Regions from separate parts of the Sus scrofa genome. Here region 1 is linked to region 2. The links are chromatin contacts, called in public HiChIP or PLAC-seq maps. All regions are on one chromosome and are shown on one strand. Each heading gives the region's core, a stretch centred on a gene start, on an enhancer-like site or on the middle of the called end of the contact. The rest is flanking DNA. Distances are from core to core; before and after follow the strand shown.

Evidence for each region. HiChIP or PLAC-seq counts read pairs in DNA pulled down with a chosen protein or histone mark.
Region 1: a contact with region 2 is called in an H3K27ac HiChIP or PLAC-seq map of alveolar macrophages. The contact joins two enhancer-like sites. A contact is called at or near these places in 1 of 5 promoter capture datasets (fetal skeletal muscle) and 1 of 2 datasets of contacts at active chromatin or transcription factors (alveolar macrophages).

The regions. Positions count from the first base shown.
Region 1 is chr9:91,561,641-91,567,608 of Sscrofa11.1, reverse strand. No RefSeq gene overlaps it. Among named protein-coding and RNA genes, the nearest start is that of TOMM7, 14 kb to the left of the region's middle. Within about 2 kb of position 4,183, at least 2 of the 83 cell types and tissues checked have an H3K27ac peak or open chromatin away from gene starts, as enhancers often do. A contact at or near this core is called in alveolar macrophages, where this site is marked.
Region 2 is chr9:91,440,589-91,446,103 of Sscrofa11.1, reverse strand. No RefSeq gene overlaps it. Among named protein-coding and RNA genes, the nearest start is that of IL6, 63 kb to the left of the region's middle. Within about 2 kb of position 3,298, at least 9 of the 83 cell types and tissues checked have an H3K27ac peak or open chromatin away from gene starts, as enhancers often do. A contact at or near this core is called in alveolar macrophages, where this site is marked.

The DNA.
Region 1 (5,968 bases), core at 2,934-5,433, 120 kb before region 2:
TTCCTTTTTGTTGCTGAGGAGTAGTCAATGGTATATATATATATATGTGGAGGACATTTGAGTTTCCATTTTTTAGCTGTTATGGATAAAACTGCTAGGAACATTTGTGAACATCTTTTTGTGTGATCAGTCTGCGTTTAAAGTCCTGTAGGTGAGTGAGACAACTCAGATTTGAGAATACTGTCCTATACTTAGAGTGGCCCTCTTGCTTCCCCATACGCATTAAAGTCTCTTTTCCACAGCATATCCAGAGTGATCCTTTTAATAGTAAGGTCACATCACACCCTGACCAAAGCTCGCCAATGGTTTCCTACCTCACTGAGAGTAAATCCCCAAATCCTTATTTTCAATAACCTACAAAACTATAATCTAGTTTCATGTGCCATTGATCTCTTCATTACCCAGGATTCTTCTTCCATGTTCACTTGCACTCTTGCTGTTTTGATCTCTTGTCCTTCAGAAAGACCAGGCGTGTTCTCACTTTGGAGTCTGAATTAGCTGTTCTCTCTGCTGGCACCCCTCCCAGATACCCACACATGTGGTTTTATTGTAGTCTGTGCCCAACTACCGTCTTTCAGAGACTATGTCTTTGACCCTTATGTAAAACAGCAAACTACACCTGCCTTGTCTCTCCATAATTCTTTTTTATTTTTTATTATTAACTGAAGTGTAGTTGAATTACAATATTGTATTAGTTTCAGATGTACTAATACAATATTGTATTAGTTTCAAAGTGGTTCCAGTATATATACATACACACACAAACAAATTATTAACTGAATTAATAATTAACTGAGTTAATTAATTATTAACTGAAGTGTAGTTGAATTACAATATTGTATTAGTTTCAGATGTACTAATACAATATTGTATTAGTTTCAAAGTGGTTCCAGTATATATATATATACACACACAAACAAATGTATATCTATGTGTGAATGTATATTCTTTTTCAAGTTCTTTTCCATTGTAAGTTATTATGAGATACTGAATATAGTTCCCTGTGCTATACAGTAGGTTCTTATCTATTTTGTATATTGTAGTATATCTGTTGAGCCTGAACTCCTAATTTATCATCCCCTCCACATTCCTCTTCAGTGACTGCAAGTTTTCTTTTATGTCTCCGAGTCTATTTCTGTTTTGTAAATAAATTAATTTGTATTTTTTTTTTTAGATTCCACATATAAGTGATGCCATGTGATATTTGTCTTTCTCTGACTTACTTCACTTAGTGTGGTAATCTCTTGATCCATCCATGTTGCTGCAGATGGTGTTATTTCATTCTTTTTTATGGCTGAGTAGTATACTACATCTTCTTTACCATTCATCTGTTGATGAATACTTAGGTTGCTTTCATGTCTTGGCTCTTGGAAATAGAGCTGCTATGAACATTGGGTTGCATGTATCTTTAAAAAAATTTTTTTTTCCAGATAGATGCCCAGGAGTGGGATTGCTGGATCATATGCTAACTCTATTTTTAGTTTTTTTTTTTTAAAGAAACTCCGTATTATTCTCCATTGAGGTTGCACCAATTTACATTCCCAACAATGGTGTAGGAGGGTTCCCTTTTCTCCACACCCTCTCCAGCATTTATTATTTGTAGACTTTTTGATGATGGCTGTTCTGAACTAGTAGTTTTGATTTGCATTTCTCTTAATAATTAGTGTTGTTAAGCATCTTTTTATGTGCCTGTTGGTCGTATGTAGGTTTGGCCCATCATTCTCTTCTTTTTTTTTTTTTTTCTTAATTAATTTATTGTTTTCTTTTTTTTTTTTTTTTTTTTTTTTTGTCTTTTTTGTCTTTTGTTGTTGTTGTTGCTATCTCTTGGGCCGCTCCCGCGGCATATGGAGGTTCCCAGGCTAGGGGTCTAATCGGAGCTGTAGCCACCGGCCTACGCCAGAGCCACAGCAACGCGGGATCCCAGCCGCATCTGCAACCTACACCACAGCTCACGGCAACGCCGGATCGTTAACCCACTGAGCAAGGGCAGGGACCGAACCCGCAACCTCATGGTTCCTAGTCAGATTCGTTAACCACTGCGCCACGACGGGAACTCCCATCTTTTTTTTTTTTTAATTAATTTTTTTTTTTGCCATTTCTTGGGCTGCTCCTGCGGCATATGGAGGTTCCCAGGCTAGGGGTCGAATCGGGGCTGTAGCCGCCAGCCACAGCCACAGCCAAAGCCATGCGGGATCCAAGCCGCATCTGCGACCCACACCACAGCTCACAGCAACACCGGATCCTTAATCCACTGAGCAAAGCCAGGGATCAAACCCGAAACCTCATGGTTCCTAGTGAGATTCGTTAACCCCTGAGCCACTGTAGCTGTGGCTCATTCTCTTTAACCTTATCTTACTTTTCCTCAAAGAACTTTTACCCACCTTTAAAATATATGTATATGAATAATCTTATCTCTCGCTTTTAGAATGTAAGTTCCGTAAACACAGGACTGTATTTATATATATATGTATTTTTATTTTTACTTTCTTGGTCTTTTTTTGTCTTTTCTAGGGCCGCACCCACAGCATATGGAAGTTCCCAGGCTTAGGGGTCTAATCGAAGCTGTAGCCGCTGGCCTACGCCACAGCCATAGCAATAGGAATCTGAGCTGTTTCTGCGACCTACATCAGAGCTCACAGCAACGCGGTATCCCTAACCCACTGAGCAAGGCCAGGGATCGAACCCTCAACCTCTTAGTTCCTGGTCAGATTCGTTAACCACTGAGCCACAACAGGAACTCCAGGACTCTATTTTTAGAGGCTAGTACAGGTCCTGATATATAGAAGATGTCCAAGAAGAATGAATGAATGAATGAATGAATTATGGGGTTGTATGTGTTAAGTGTAAAATGCTTTGAGAACTGGAAACTTTTATAAAAGGAATCGTTGTATAGGGCCAGTATTTTTCTCTTCATTAGTGATAATTGGTAATAAATCCTGAATAAAAGATGTTGGAAAGAGATGATGTGGGAACGGGAATGTTTACTCTGACTTGGCACTTTTTTCATTTAATCACCACAACAATGCTGTGAAGTAGGACCTAATCTCCATTTTGCAGATGAAACAGGCCTGGGTCATTTTTTCCAAATCACAGAGAAAACTTGAGTTTGAACCTATGTCTGCTCACTAGAAGCTTAGTATGTTATTACTGATAGATGCCACATTTAAAAGTAACTTAAAACAACTGATGAAATGGTATAATAGACAATTACAGCAACTACAAAATATTAACACTTCAAGTTCCATAGAGAGGGCACATCTACTTTTATCTGTAATCCACAGCCCTATATATGATAGCACAGGGAGTAGTCAAATTTACGTAAGTTTAACTTATTTGAAATTATTATGCCAGCTATAGGAAACTCTAAACATTTTTTTGTTTGTTTGTGGAGTTGCTGTCGTGGCTCAGTGGTAACGAACCCGACTGGTATCCATCAGGATGTGGGTTCAATTCCTGGCCTCGCTCAGTGGGTTAAGGATCCAGCGTTGGCATGAACTGGTGTAGGTTGCACATGTGGCTTGGATCTGACGTGGCTGTGGCTGTGGCATAGGCTGGCAGCTGCAACTCCAATTCGAGCCTTAGCCCAGGAACTTCCATATGTCGCAGGTGCAGTCCTAAAAAGGCAAAAACAAAAAACATTTTATGGTCTTTTCTTGAATAGCCTACATTTCCATCGAGGTCTATTTTACGAACAGTGAAATGAGCAGATCTATGTATACAGTTTGATGAGTGCTGCCAGTCATGTATACCCTGTAACCACCACGCCAAGATGGGGACCAGGATCTACTCGAACCTGGGATCCTTAGTGTGTTGCACTTGGTAGGTGCTCGACAAATATTTTTGAATTAAATGTGGAAAAATTTTTTAGAGGTCGACATAGATAAACTGCAGGGAAGTTTGAGTTGATGTTCTCTTTCCCATAAGCAAAGATACTAAAAGTTAAAAATAATAATAGTTTTAGAATTTTACTGATAACTGGGATGAGGAGAGTTTTACTGCAGCCCTTTCTTTCCTCTTCTATCAAGGACAGTCCAGAAGAGGAAGTAAGAAAAAGGGCACGGAGACAGGAGGAAAAATACATTTTTTTTTTTTTTTTTCTGAAGAAAACTGCCACTAACAGGAAGTGAGTGAAGAAATGTCAACAGCTCCCTGGTGTTCCCTAATGCCCACTGAAGTTGAGGCTGTGGACAAAAAGAAGCTCCCAGAGATCAAAATTAGAGGTCCAGGAGGAGTTTCCTGGAAAGCAGAACTGAAGGCCCCAAATATTTACAGGAAAGGAAGTGTCTGTTTCGGTTCCGTGGAGTTTTATATTGCCGCAGACTCGTGACCACTGCAGGTTTTCTTCCCTTCCCTTTTCTGAATGGCTGTTTCAATGAGGTTATTCCACCTTTGTATAATGGGTAGGTTGAGGGCGGTTAATTTGTACTGAATTGTTGGACCTTGGAGAGCCATCCAGTCCAGATGGGAGGTGCACATTTCCCAGAATTCCCTAACTTTGCCATGGATGCAATATCTAGATAAGACTCCCTGGGAGTAATTGATTGTGTTCTGGGTATGAGAATTAGTGTGTGTGAATATTTGGTCAGCAAAGAAGAAGACATGTCAGAATATTGTCGCTTATCAAACGTCAGTTTTATTTCTCTAATTGTGATATTTGCTTACATTACGGCTAAGTTAAAGGCTCTCAGACTCCTTGAAATTTAGGTGTGGCTCTATGAGTAATAAGTTGATAATTGAGATATAAGAAATGTTGTGTGATACTTCTGGGAAGTGTGTTTCTTGGATCTGAAATAACTGGATCACAGCTGTTTGTGGACCAGGAGGATAAAGCCATATATACTAGGAATGGTTGAGTGGTGTGATGTTAGGAATCCAGGTTTCTCAAGATTCTATGAGAAGTTCTGTTTGTTCACACTTTCAGTGGCTTCTTTGTTATCAAATTTTCTGGTCTTTCCAAACAGATAAAAATACAATGTATTGTAGTTTAAATTAGCATTTTATGAGTGAGGTACAGCATTGTTTTTTGTCTTTTTTTCACATTTTAAAGCACCATTTGTGTTTCCTTTAGCCCATTTTTTTCTGTTGCAGTATTGATCTTTTCCATATTGACTTATAGGTACTTTGTATTTTAAGGAGGTTTTACCTGTGATATTAATTATAGACATTTCCCCCCAATTTTTTATTTGTCATTTGACTTTGTTTATGACCATCTTTGCCATGCAGATGTTTTGAGTTTTATGAATCAAATTATTGACTTTTAAAAATGCCTTTTGAGGAGTTCTCTTCATGGCTCAGTGGTTAACGAACCCAACTAGTATCTATGAGGACGCAGGCTTGATCCCTGGCCTCGCTCAGTGGGTTAAGGATCTGGAGTTGCCGTGAGCTGTGGTGAGGTCACAGATGCGGCTCAGATCCCATGTGACATGTGGCTGTGGCATAGGCTGGCAGCTGTAGCTCTGATTCGACCCCTAGCCTGGGAACTTCCATATGCTGCATGGGGGGCCCTAAAAAGCAAAAAAAAAAAAAAAAAAAAAACCTTTTGAATTGTATCAAAGTCTTTTTCTATCTTGAGATTGGAAAAAAATCTTTTCCCAAGCTTTCCTTTGGTATATATATTTTTGATATTTACTTATTTGCTTGTTTACTTGTTAGAAAACATTTTGAATTTAAAAATTAAAAATTTTTATCTTTATACAATTTTAAAAGGTTATACTCTATTTTCAGTTTATTACAAAGCATTGAGTATATTTCATGCATTGTGAAATGCATCCTTGTATCCTATTTTGCATCCAATAGTTTGTACTTCTTACCTTCCCACCCCTTCCCCACAACTGGTAACCACTAAGTTTGTTCTCTAAGTCTGTCAGTCTACTTATTTTTTGTTATATTCACTAGTTTGTTGTATGTTTTAGATTCCACCCATAAGTGATATCACACAGTGTTTGTTTTTGTCTGACTTACTTCCCTT
Region 2 (5,515 bases), core at 2,049-4,548:
CTCTAGCCTCAGCTGTGTCCTCTGTCAGGAACGAGGTGCCTCTGGGCTTTCTGGCAAACTGGCTGGGCTGCCAGCCAGAAGTCAGAGGGAGGTAAAGTGAAGAACTAGCTGGGAGAGATGAGGATGTGGAAGGAGAGAAGGGCTTGGCCCCACATCAAAGCTCTTAGGCTTAGTAGGGGGGAGAAGGGGATTCTGAGGAAGCGATGGTGATTTCCTCTGCTCCGGTGGCAGATCCCCACCCTACCCGCACCCCGTCACAACAATGGAGTCATTTCTGAGTCCTCATGTTTGGAAGGAACAAAGTGAGCTGCAGTAAAGCTTGCAAGGGCTAGAGTTCCCACTGTGGTGTAGTGGGTTCATGATCCAGCTTTGTCTCTGTAGAGGCAACCGTTCCATCCCCGGCCTGACGCAGTGGGTTAGGGTTAAAGAGCCAGTGTTGCTGCAACTGTGCTGTAGGTTGCAGCCCTGGCTTGGATTCGATCACTGGCCTAGGAACATCCATATGCCAAGGGGCAGCTGAAAAAAGAAAAAGGAAAGAAAAACTTGCAAGGACCTACAGCTCCAATTCGATTCCTAGCCTGGGAATCTCCATATGCCGCTGGTACGGCCCTAAACTGGACAAAAGACTAAAAATAAATAAATAAAATAAAAAAATTACCTGCTAATTGGTCAATCTGAGAGCATGAACTTCTGTTTAGGGGTGGTTTTGATCAGTTTTCTAGTTCCAGTGTCTGGATTTCAATAAATATATTGAGGAAGTGTAGAGCTCCTGCAACATGCACTGACCAACACCAGAGGGGTACCATTCCTCCTTCCGAAAGAGTCCCTCAGTGACAGTTTGGGCCAGCTACTGATTTATTTTTTGCTAGCTTGGTAGATGAGAGAATTTGCCTTTGGGTTGAGAATGGGGATAAGATGTTTGCTCAACTGTAGGTGATTTTGATTTAAGAGTGAGCATATTTGGAACAGACTGCATTGGAAAATGGGCCACAATGACACGTCACCATAACCATTTAATTATCTTAGATAGTTATCAAAGTACTGACTGTATTACTCAAGTTTGGGTCATTAAAAAACAAAAAACCCAATTGAGAAATCTCATCCTGTTTCTGTGAGGGAAATATTCTGTGTCTGTTGAGATAGTCTGAAGAACCACTCCATTTTATTATTTATTCCCCGCCTCATTTTTCTTCTTTTCATGCACAATGTCTTTCTGCATTCCACATGCGGCGTTTTCAATAATTCGACTTGTAGGCAAGACTGTATATAGAATACATGCCGATGTGGAGTTGATAAGGTAAATGCCTAATTGTTTCTAAGTGATGGAGGGGAAATCGACTGTAACTGGTATATTTCTGGCTCTTTCTGTCTCTTTGGAAGATGGTCAGAGACATAGAAAAAGAAGTCTGAATTCTCTGAGTAGGTTCTGCTTTGAATGATTTCAAGTAAATGAACTAAATTTGTAGCTTAAGACTGCAAGTCTACATGTAATGTTGCATGCTGAAGGTTTTACCCTCTGTAAAAATGGTAATTTCCCCCTTCAGAAGGCAAGGAGATAGGAATGGGAGGGGTGGGTGGGGAAATCAATGCGTAGGTCAAAAATTTGAATTTTAAGTGCAATCTTCTTAGTCATCACTTTCATTTCTGTCTTCTAGGGAAATCTGACACAGCTAGAAAGCAATGGAAAACACTAAGTGTTGCATCAGATGTTGAAGAGGAACTGATCATACTATGGAGATAAAAAAAAAGATCTTTTTAAGGGGGATATAAAAAGCTGGGTGTGTAAAGGTGGCAGTCTTTTGGAGAGAGGCTAACAAGAGTTCCAGAGGCTAACCGGCCCCTTGTTAGCAATGTTGGCCCCATGTTGGAATGAGGAATGGAAGTGTTTTAATGCTATTCCTCTTCCTCTCAGTGTAGATTTGCAAGGTGGGATGCAAATAAATTTTCAATCCTTCTCAGGGTGTTTCCGTGCATAGCAAGTTCTAGATCCACTCTGTGGAACAATAGCTACAATAAGATTTAATATGGTTACTCTTCTGCCTTCATCCTGTTGGGCAAGTGGTTTTCTGGTCTTTTTTGCTTTTTAGGGCCGCACCCATGGCACGTGGAAGTTTCCAGGCTAGGGGTCGGTTTTCTTTTATTCATTCTTTTTTTTTTTTTTGCTATTTCTTGGGCCGCTCCCTCGGCATATGGAGGTTCCTAGGCTGGGGTCGAATCCAGAGCTGTAGCCACCAGCCTAAGCCAGAGCCACAGCAACGCGGGATCCGAGCCGCATCTGCAACCTACACCACAGCTCACTGCAACGCGGGATCCTTAACCCACTGAGCAAGGGCAGGGACCAAACCTGCAACCTCATGGTTCCTAGTTGGATGTGTTAACCACTGCGTCACGATGGGAACTCCTTTTATTCATTCTTAACTCTGCATTTAATATTAGCCTAGGGTGTTCTTGGCACTGTGTATGACCCAGGAGAGAGTTAGGAAGGAAGTAAAAGATGTGGCTTCAGAGGGCATTGGGGAGAAACAACACAGTAATGATCAAGTAACACTTGTGTAACACTTGAACATTTAAAGTCACCTCCCATTACGTCACCTCGTTTGTTCTCCCCACAGACTTGCTGCATAGCTTTTACTCTTGGAGGATAGTGAAGCTTGGAGAAGTTAAGGGACTTCTCTAGGATCACATTCCCATAAATGACAGAGTTAACAGTATTCTGACTCTGAAACTGGATCAGACGCCACTGAAAACTGCCAAGCTGAGTGCAACATCTGTACAAGCACATGCTGATAAGGCTTTGTGAGTGTGGGGAGTGGGACAAAGTCCCTTAGGGATGGTGTCTTGGGGGGATGCAGTGCATACAGAATACTGCAGGTGTCAAGGAGATCCTCCTGCGAGGAGGAAGGTGGAAAATGGCCCGACACCAGAACAAGGGCAGGAATGAGCTGAACAAGTCAGTAGAGGGAAGGAGACAGACCTTCCTAGGCAGAAGAACCTTGACTGAGAATGATAAGAGACAAGCTAAGGATGTGGATATAAGGAGTAGGGGAAAGCAATACCTGGAATTTTCTTTCCATTGCCTCAGGGAGCCCAAGGCGGAAGGACTGTGAGCTCTCCTAAGAACGTGGTCGATGCTGGCACCTTAATGGGTAGAAAAGGGGGTTGCCAAATGAGTTATATATAGAAGTTGTGCAAGGGAAGTTCTTATGCAAAATGACTAAACACGCTCCATTGCCCTTCCTAGTTACTTATGCACGTTGCATACGTGCCAAGTTGATGGGAAGTTGATGGGAGTCCAGATGTTGTCTAAGATACTGCTCAGAGAATAAGCTGAGAATGAGGTTGCAGAAGTAGATGACAAGCTATCCCTCTGTCATAGTGGAGACAGTTTTAGCCACATTCCCATTCAGCATTTCCTCCATCTAGTACTGTCACCTTGGAACTTGGGGTGGGGGGCTGGGTGAAAGGGCCCTACTCAAGAGAGGGACAGAGAGCTGGTGGGTGGAGAGAGAAAAGACCTGAAGCAGACCTGGGTGATCTCTGCAGTTATGTAACTTTCCAGCCACATGTGACCTAGTAAACCACTGAATTCTTAGGCCCAATATCACTGTGCATGTGGGCTGCTCCAGTTACCTTGAAATTTGGGACCCACTGGGCTGGGAGTAGCAGCTGGCCATGGTGGGGACCTCCTCTGCACAGAGTCACCAGCACAAGAGAGAGCTCTAAACTCATGAGAGACGACCCCGGGAACTCACAGCAATAGAGGGGCGGCTTACAGAGCCTGGAGCGGGGAGCTGGGTCACAGACGATCCTTCCCTCCTTCCTCTGCAACTTGCAGGTAGGTCCACGATGCAAAGAGACATTCTAAGAGTTAGTGCTTGACTGGCTGTACCCAGAGTCTCATCCAGGGGGGTATTGATTCTAGAACTAGGATTAGAGTTTGCTTACCTATGCTGGTTAAGAGTATAGGTCTAGAACAAGGGAGAGTTCAAGGTTACCAAAGCTCTTAGAACTTGAGTTTCCCCTGTAAGATCGGGATAATAGTAAAGATATGAGTGGAAAGGACAACATCATAGCAATGGTGAGAAGCAAATTAGACAATGCAGTAATGCGTGTATTGCAGCTCAGGTTCCTTGGGACACAGATTATGAGAGGAAGTTTGCATGCAGGAAGGTTATTGGGGTCAATACCTTTGGGAAAGTGGAGATCGCATGATTGGTTGAGGGAGAGGTGAACTGTGATACAGTTTAATTTAAGCCCTTGGGTGGCTGTGCAGCTGCAATACCCCTTTAGATTTACCCTGAATTGAGACAAAGGGGTGGGTCTTAGGTCCCCACATTGACCAGTCATTGGATGTGCTGTTCCCAGGAAGGGGGTGTGATCTTAGGCAAAGAAACTCTTCAGCAGTGAGTGAGGTCTGGAGAGGGACTCAGCAGCTAACTGCAGAGGCCATCACTCCTATTGGGCGAGGGAAACAAGTGCTTGAGCTCCGAAGGGGGTAGTAAATCTGGGTAACACACCAAGTGGCTTACTTGGGGGGTGCAAAATAGGCTGCAGCTGCTGTACTTATCCATTTTCCAATAAGAGACATCCAATATCTGGGTGCCAAATATAGTCTTCCTTGTTCTCCAGTTGTAAAAGCAGCCCTATCACTTCCTGATTTTCAGAGTCAGTTATTCATGCTGGAATGCTGACTCCTTTCCTTGCCTGCTGTTCTCTTGGTATGAACAATGACGTAACTGGGTGGCAACCACACCTTATCCTTTAATGGCAAACTTACTGGGTCACCAACAATGCCGGGAGGCACTGAATCTTTGTAGCATTTTTCTCCTCCCATCTGAAGGGCACATGTATTACTGAGGCCTCCGACATACTTGCCACTTCTTGCTCCTCAGGTCCAAATCACATACTGTCATCGGTTGAGTGGACCAATATGATGTTCTGCAGGATGTCCAGGGGGCCAGGGTTCTTGGGACTGTATTTTGACCTAGGGTGGGGGAGTTAACACACCCTGGGGCAAGGCTGTCTTTGTACACTGTTGTCCGTCCCAAGTGAAGGAGAACTGTTTCTGATCTTCTTTCTGATAAAACTGGAAAAGAATGCATTTTTCGGATCCTTAACTTCAAGTTATGTACCTGAGGTGATCTGAATCAGCCCTAGTCAAGATAGCACTGCTGGCATAGCTGCTGCAATCGGCTCATGCATAATGGAGTTTGCACTAGTCCACAGTCCTTCTCCTTGACCCACCTGGCTTCTGTAGAGGCCAGCTTGGTGAGTTAAATGGCAATGTGATAGGGATCATCACCCTGCATCTTTGAGATCTGCCTTTTCCCTCGGGATTGGATACTGTTTTCAGTTTATTATTCTGGCTGGAGTGGGGAAGGCCAGTTTCAGAGGCTCCCACTTGGCTTTCCCACTGCGATGCGTGGGGGCTCAGCCAACAACTGAATTATATATTCAGGTATAGGGAAATTGAGTACTGGTTGGGCCAAAGGAACCAGCCAGCTTCTGATGTGGA